2 separate regions of the Mus musculus genome follow, and region 2 is linked to region 1. The links are chromatin contacts, called in public Micro-C maps. All regions are on one chromosome and are shown on one strand. Each heading gives the region's core, a stretch centred on a gene start, on an enhancer-like site or on the middle of the called end of the contact. The rest is flanking DNA. Distances are from core to core; before and after follow the strand shown.

Evidence for each region. Hi-C and Micro-C count contacts between places; a contact is called where the count stands out from the background.
Region 2: a contact with region 1 is called in a Micro-C map of macrophages, with 1.8 times the contacts expected there. The contact joins the enhancer-like site here to the promoter of F13a1 in region 1. A contact is called at or near these places in 5 of 39 promoter capture datasets (the 3T3-L1 cell line, HPC-7-derived erythroid cells, liver and 1 more), 2 of 484 Hi-C or Micro-C datasets (granulocyte-monocyte progenitors and macrophages) and 3 of 9 other capture datasets (adipose tissue, liver and macrophages).

Annotation. Positions count from the first base shown.
Region 1 is chr13:37,047,700-37,050,978 of GRCm38.p6, reverse strand. F13a1 (coagulation factor XIII, A1 subunit) reads left to right here and starts at 1,766. Exons shown (of 15, transcript NM_028784.3): 1 at 1,766-1,838.
Region 2 is chr13:37,217,558-37,220,992 of GRCm38.p6, reverse strand. No RefSeq gene overlaps it. Among named protein-coding and RNA genes, the nearest start is that of Gm30600, 30 kb to the left of the region's middle. Within about 2 kb of position 2,157, at least 43 of the 459 cell types and tissues checked have an H3K27ac peak or open chromatin away from gene starts, as enhancers often do. A contact at or near this core is called in adipose tissue, granulocyte-monocyte progenitors and macrophages, where this site is marked.

The DNA of each region.
Region 1 (3,279 bases), core at 517-3,016:
TCTGTGTGATAAACACTGAGAGTTGATTAGACCCTTAAGAGGTGGTTAGGTCTTTCAGAAAGATCAGCGTAGCTCTCATGGGACTAGGCTAGTTACTATGAGGACAGTTCACTAAAAAGCAAGGCTGACCCCAAATTTTCTCTTTTCTAATGTCTGTTTTTTCTCCTGCTTTATGCCTCAGGAAGACAGTGTGAAGTAGACAATGCTCTTCTGCTCAGCCTACTACACCTTGCAGTGTACAAAATAAACCTACCCCCTACACCTTAAAAAAAAAGAGGAGAAAGCCCAAGGTTTGTTTTTTGTTTTGTTTTGTTTCTAGAAGCTAGGAATATGACAACCCCACACTCTTAGGCTTCTCAACATGCAGAGCCGCAAGCTAAAGAAAACAGTGGGTTTTTTTTTCTTTATAAATGTCCCAATTTCAGGCATTTTGTTACAGCAACACAATGCACTAAGGCAGATTCTGTTTCTTTGGTAGTTTCAATAGAATATTGGATGTAGAACTCAGAAGTCAGAGGCTTGGTGACAGAGGAGGGGGGAGAGAATCAAAAATGAACAGAGGTTGTGAATTGAGAGAAGTCTTTTAAAAACGTTGAAGAGACTTGACTTGAAATTGTGTCAATGGTGACAGGAAGCAGCTGTGAGGGAGTTGGAGCTTGAAGCTACAGGAGGAAGAGAGGATAAGAGACACAGTAAAGCCCTTGAGAAAGTGACAGGAAATACGACAAACGTTTAGTTTGGATACAAGGAGGAGGAAGAGGAGGAGGACTTTTTTATTTCAAGGGTAAGAAGTGGGGTAACTTGGTAAAATTACAGACAAGTACACAGATTTGGGACAGAGAGATGGGATGGGGAGAACATGAATTCCTAACCAATAGCATCTCTTTGAAATGTGAAGATTGCGTGTCAGAATCAGACATCTGGAGACTATGAGAGCATTTAGATGGATCTGTGGTTAAAATCAATGGTTAAACATGTGGCCATATCAAAATAAAGATAGGCAAATTCTGGGGTGGATAACTTTCTTTCCTTTCTCTGTAAGTCTTGGAGATACACCAGAATGCTCCAAGGCAAAACAAAGCATTTCCAGCTTGGGTGACACTCTTGAGGGTATCTGTCCATCAGTTCTGACGCTGGACTTCAATGTGGCTGTACTACAGGAAGTTCTGTGGTTTGGCTGGGGCTGGGGCTGGGGCTGGGGCTGGGGCTGGGGCTGGGGCTGGGGCTGGGGCTGGGGCTGGGGCTGGATCTGTGGGGGAATTCAGGACGCAATTTTCTTTGCACAAGATGGACTCATTGCTCTTTCTTTATGCATGGTCACCACTGTCTGTGTGACCTGTCTGTGAAAAGGCAGATCCTCCCTTCTGCCAGCTCACCACCCTGGCAAGGCATTTCCACAGGATAAAAAAATGTCCCTTTAGCCCTTCTGACCCAGCAAGAGGGCAGAAGAGAGGCTGGCTCACACTCCAGTGCCATTTGCCAGTTGCTAGTAGTAGCCAGAGGAGGGGAAAGGCTGACTGGGGGTCTGGGGGTGGGGGGAGTGAGGAGATGCCAGCATGGGAACTTAGGAACAAATGGGGTATGGAGGCAGGGAGGCACACATACTAGACCATCAGAGCCGAATGTCAGGAGTAAACGGAAAGTCCTAGAAACAGTTCTGCCCCCTCCACCAGCCGTCAAGAAAGGGGAGGAGAAATCCTCTGGGATGGGGAGGAGGGTGGGAGCCGTTAGGAAGTTATTTAAGAGCCAACTTTCTGGTCACTTTGCCCGAGTCCTTTTGAGGAAGTACCCAGAGGCACACAGAGACTACCAGAGCACCCTCTCAGGAGCACAAGCAGGTAAGAGACCCTCAGAGCAGCACTAAGCAGCCCTGTTCCAAGCTGTGGCAGTCCTCTGAACCTACATTCTATGTCTGTAGTGTTGGGGAGTGGTCAGAGGCAGCCTCTCTCTCCATCTCCGCATTTTCACCTCTTTAAGAGGGACCCTCTTTGAACTCTACCATGCTATCCTGAGAGCACAGCTGGGTGAGGTTGCTCCTCCAAGGCAGGTCCCCTTTCCCAAGGGAAGCCAGCTGTGGAGCTGGAAATAAGGTTAGAGGACAGGGTAAGGCCACCTGGGAATGCCCGCCTTCCATCTCAACACAGGGGCTGAACTCAAGTTCCTTTCCCATCTCCAAATCTACCAAGAGAAGGGGAGCTCCCTCACCTGCACTCACACAGTGGCCTGCACTTCCTTCCTTGACCAGCACTTGGAATGTTCTCTGCTCTACTTGCTCTCTACTAGAAGGTGGTGTGACTACCCAGCACTGCTCCCCATCCCCTGTGACCACTCAGGATGCCTTTGCTATTTAACACCAGGGGGGTTGAGTTTTCTTGTCCTCTCTGTCACCAAACCTTTTTATTTAAACTTTTCTCCCTCCTTAGCTCACCAGAGATTATCTGTAAATCCCCAAAGGCATCTGTAGATACCCATTGCTGTCTCATCCTTCCAAGAATCCCTTTCTCCTCCAAAGACCAAATACCTTACTAAATGGTCCTGTGCTCAGCCTCGCTTCTAGGACTCCTCTCATTTCTAGAACAGTTGAATCAAGTTGATCCCATAATAGCAATGCTTCACCTTACAAGGGTGTGCCTGGGTTTTGCAAACAGCCAGATTGCCAGGAGTCACTGCATGGTGAGCCAGGTGAAGAGACAAAGTCCCCCTTCATTTTGGCCAGTTGGTCAACAAGTCCTTATTGGGCCCTGAAGGTAAGGTGGGTAGTGTTTAGACTGGCTGGTTGCCTGCACAAACTCCAAGGGAAGAGGAAGCAGGCCAGACCAAGTTAGAGCACAGCCTACTCACGATTTCAATTGGATATAACCATGACCTCCATCCCACATACCCTAGCAGATTCATGTATGACTATTGTCAGGGTCACCCCTAAACCCACGATACTGTAAGCTCTCAGGAAAGAGACACTGTTTTCATGTCTGATGAACCTACCTAAGTACTAAGATCAGATCCCAGCTTGTAAGAAGCCCTCAGTAAATAGTGACCAAATTAAATGACTGGTGGGACATCGTTAAGGAACCATCCTAATCTGTACATGTTTTCATGAGTCTAATCCTCACAGTGACGTTGGTTTGGTGAGTCTCCCTGAGATGAGCAATTGAATGTACTTACAAATATGCAGGCTTTGAGGTGCTGAGGCAAGAAAAATTATGCTGTCTGAAATCTTTAAAGACTTCTTACTCCCTTGCTTTCTCTACATCTTGACAAATGGGGACTCTCCCTGAGATC
Region 2 (3,435 bases), core at 908-3,407, 170 kb before region 1:
CCCTATCTTCCCATTTTATCTCCTCTACTGCTGGGATTATAGGTGTGCCCGGTTTATGTACATTTTCCATACATAGCCTGAAGTTAAGTTTAGGCAAAATTTTTAAATAATCCTGTTTACAAAGCAAAGTTTCATAGTGTGGAGTTTCTGCTGTGGTACCATAGCAGCCTCTGGAGAGGTCTGGGTTTTGGAGGAGTTGCAGTTTCAGATTTTTGGATTAGGGAGGTTGAGCCGGTATCTTGTTGTGCACTGGATGGAGATTTTTTTCCATTTCCCTACAGCACACAGCATCACAACCGATAGTAATGACTAGGTCCTAGAAACATGTGTTGCCAAACACTGGGCTGTTGATGCTGGCCATATGGTGTGTTGGTTGGCCTCGGGTGACTGAATTTCCCTGATAGAGTGAGATTGAGCTTGTGAGAAGAGTTGGACTTAAGGCTTTCCCCTAACATGGGTGTCTCTGAAACCCTGAAGACTTCCCCATCTGTTTCATTTTCAAAATGTGTGTTGGAGAGGGGCAAACAGTACCAGCCCATAGGATTCTAATCAGGTTCGGAACTCTCTGTTTAATAAAACATGAGTTTCTCAGTTAATTAGTATCTATCTCTCATTTTTCAGGGAAATGCAGTCCAGGATTCTGCCTTATCATAACCAAAGTCATAAAGATACTGGTGTACAGCTATCATATCTTATGAGGGAATCACTGCTCAAGGAGACTGGAAAATGTTGAGAAAAAGTCTTTTCGCTGATGGCAAGTGGAATTTGTTCTGAGCCTTAGTTCTAAGCTTTCAGATTTAGAGTGGGCTCTGAGCTATGTAGTACTCCCAGGATGACTTGAGAGGGAAAAGAAACATAAAGAGAAGAAGACAAAAAGTATCTAAACTGTCTCTTGGTTCCCTTCAGACTTGTAGAATTATTCTGGTCACTCCCTAAGTCTAAATCACCCATCCTTCAGTGCTTACAGGCACATGGTCGCTGCATGTCCAAATGGATCATGCATGCCCTGGAGGAGTGTGCTCTTCTTACAATATGGAGAGATGCACTGTCATCGTTGGCTTCACAGGACAGCCTATTTGGAAGGGCTATAGCTTAAGAACTATATCTTCACCACCCCCAAAGAATTGTGCTCATAGAGCCACATAACTCAATTTAGGTCTGCCTTTATTCACTTTTGGAAACATTCAGTTTTAGTCTCTCTCTGATGAACCTGAAAATGCTGTCAATTTGGGGGTTCAGATGTTTTTGTGTGTGTGCATGTATGTGTTTGTGTGCATGGGTGGGTGTATGTACACATGCATGTGGCCACGTTGGACATCTTCCGTGGCTGTGCTTCTCCTTGTTTGAGATAGAGTCTCTCACTGAACTCGGAGCTCACTGCTTTGGCTAGACTGTCTGGCCATCCAGCAAACTCCAGGGACCCTTCCTGGCTCACATCCACATTCCTGGGTAAACAAAGGCATAGGCTGCTCTGCTCTGCTCTTTATACAGATTCTGAGGATTTGAACTCAGTCCTCATGCTTGTGTGGAAAGTACTTTACTGACCGAGTCATCTTCCAAGCATGGTTTTAGCTCACTGTTTTTCATTTTAAAATACGTTTTTTTTTTTAATTAAAAAAATAATCACACCACTTATTCCTTTTTTCTTCCCCATGTCCCTTCCTGAAGTTCCTCCTATTTCCCCTTTATTCCCTCTCATATTGCCCTCTTATTATTATTACACACACACACACACATACACACACACACACACACACACACACACACACACTCACACACCTGCTGAGTCTGTTTCGTGTTGCTTGTGGGTATTTGATTTCAGAGACAACCTCTTTGTATTGGATAGCCACTTTTAGAGGGATCATCCTTGGGACTGACTAGGTCTCCTCTCAACAGTTCTCTATGTAGGGGTAGGATGCCAGGAGATTTCCTCCTTCCCAGTTAGCACATCTATTGGTACTGTCGTTGTTCATGTTTTGTTTAAGAGGCCATACTGTTCTCATGGATGTAGCTTCCCTGTCATTTCTTGGAGACATTTTTTTTTTTAAAGAAAGGCTTTTCCTGGATTTTAATGTACATTGAAGTCTGACATGTTCTCAGCAATCTGAGATCATGCCACTTCCAGCCAAAACAGGAAGGATCACTAGCCAAGGAGAAGGTTCCCCTTTAGTAAACACAAGAAGCCACAGTCTTTCTGTCCAGTCATCGGAAAGTACAGGCTGCGGTGCTGGACGTGATTATCAGTGTGAGCACTAAAACGTTACCCCAAGTCACCAGATTCAACTGTGACCTTGATTACATTCCCCATAAGGAAGTGAGATGTAGATCTTGCAAATGCTATCCAGGAACCTGATCTTATAGGAATTATTACCTCTTCATGCATGATTGCAGAAATATTTCTATATCCCAAGGCTTGTTTGAGCTTTGTTGGTTGCAGCATGTGTATCCAGCAGTCCCCACACTGAGCTGCCCTCCTCTAAGGAGTCCTGGCATATTGGGTGGATTTATACTCTCATTATAGACATTTTTCTTCTCTCTAACTCTGGGGGCTCTTGGGTTGCTACTCTGTGGGTATATTGGGGTAAAACAATTATTCTCCTGGTATGGATATGGTGTAACCATTGGATATCCTGTAGGAGGGAATGTCTTGGAGACCTGTAGACTGGCTCTGCATATAGAGTAACAAAGTAAACAAAACACACTGATAACTATGTGGTCACAGTGAGACCATAGACACTACAGTTGAAGGAAAGTCTCCTTTGAGACTCCAGCCACTATATCCTCCTGCCTTCCAACCACACATGATCTTGAAAGGGTTTTGAATACAGAGGATGTGGAAGGATAAGTGAAGACAGGACTCAATGATACAGATTCTGCAAAGTCACCACTCATGCTCACCCACTCATGAGGTCACACTTTACAGTGACATATTTGTCTCTGAGTTGCCCATATTCTTCTGAGGAACTACCCACCCATGTTCTCATAAGCCCAATTAACGCACTGGTTGGCTAAGCTGGACTTGGATAGAATTATTTGGTTTCTTTTGGTCCACTGCTGATGCCCTAGAGGGAATGAATGGATGTCTATTCACATTTCCCCAGGAACAGTCACATACAGGGTACACTGACTTTCAGAACACAATTTAGTCATCTCCTCTGGTTTATTTCTCCCATGGTCCCTTCATTTTCGAATTGGTACTGTATCAGCACTATGGATGTGCACGCCGGTTATTGTTTGTGTCTCTACTTCTCTCAGTACATGGTGATCTTTGTGATCATAGAGTTGATTCAGTGTTGCCCACACAAAGGAAAGCAAACGTTAGCTAGCCAGGGTGTGTAGTATGAGCCTTGTGCCTTCTGGGGTCAATTCTTTCCTTAAGAAAGTCGTTATTCTATTTTGTCAATGGGAAGCTGGCCATGCTATGCTCTTCACAGA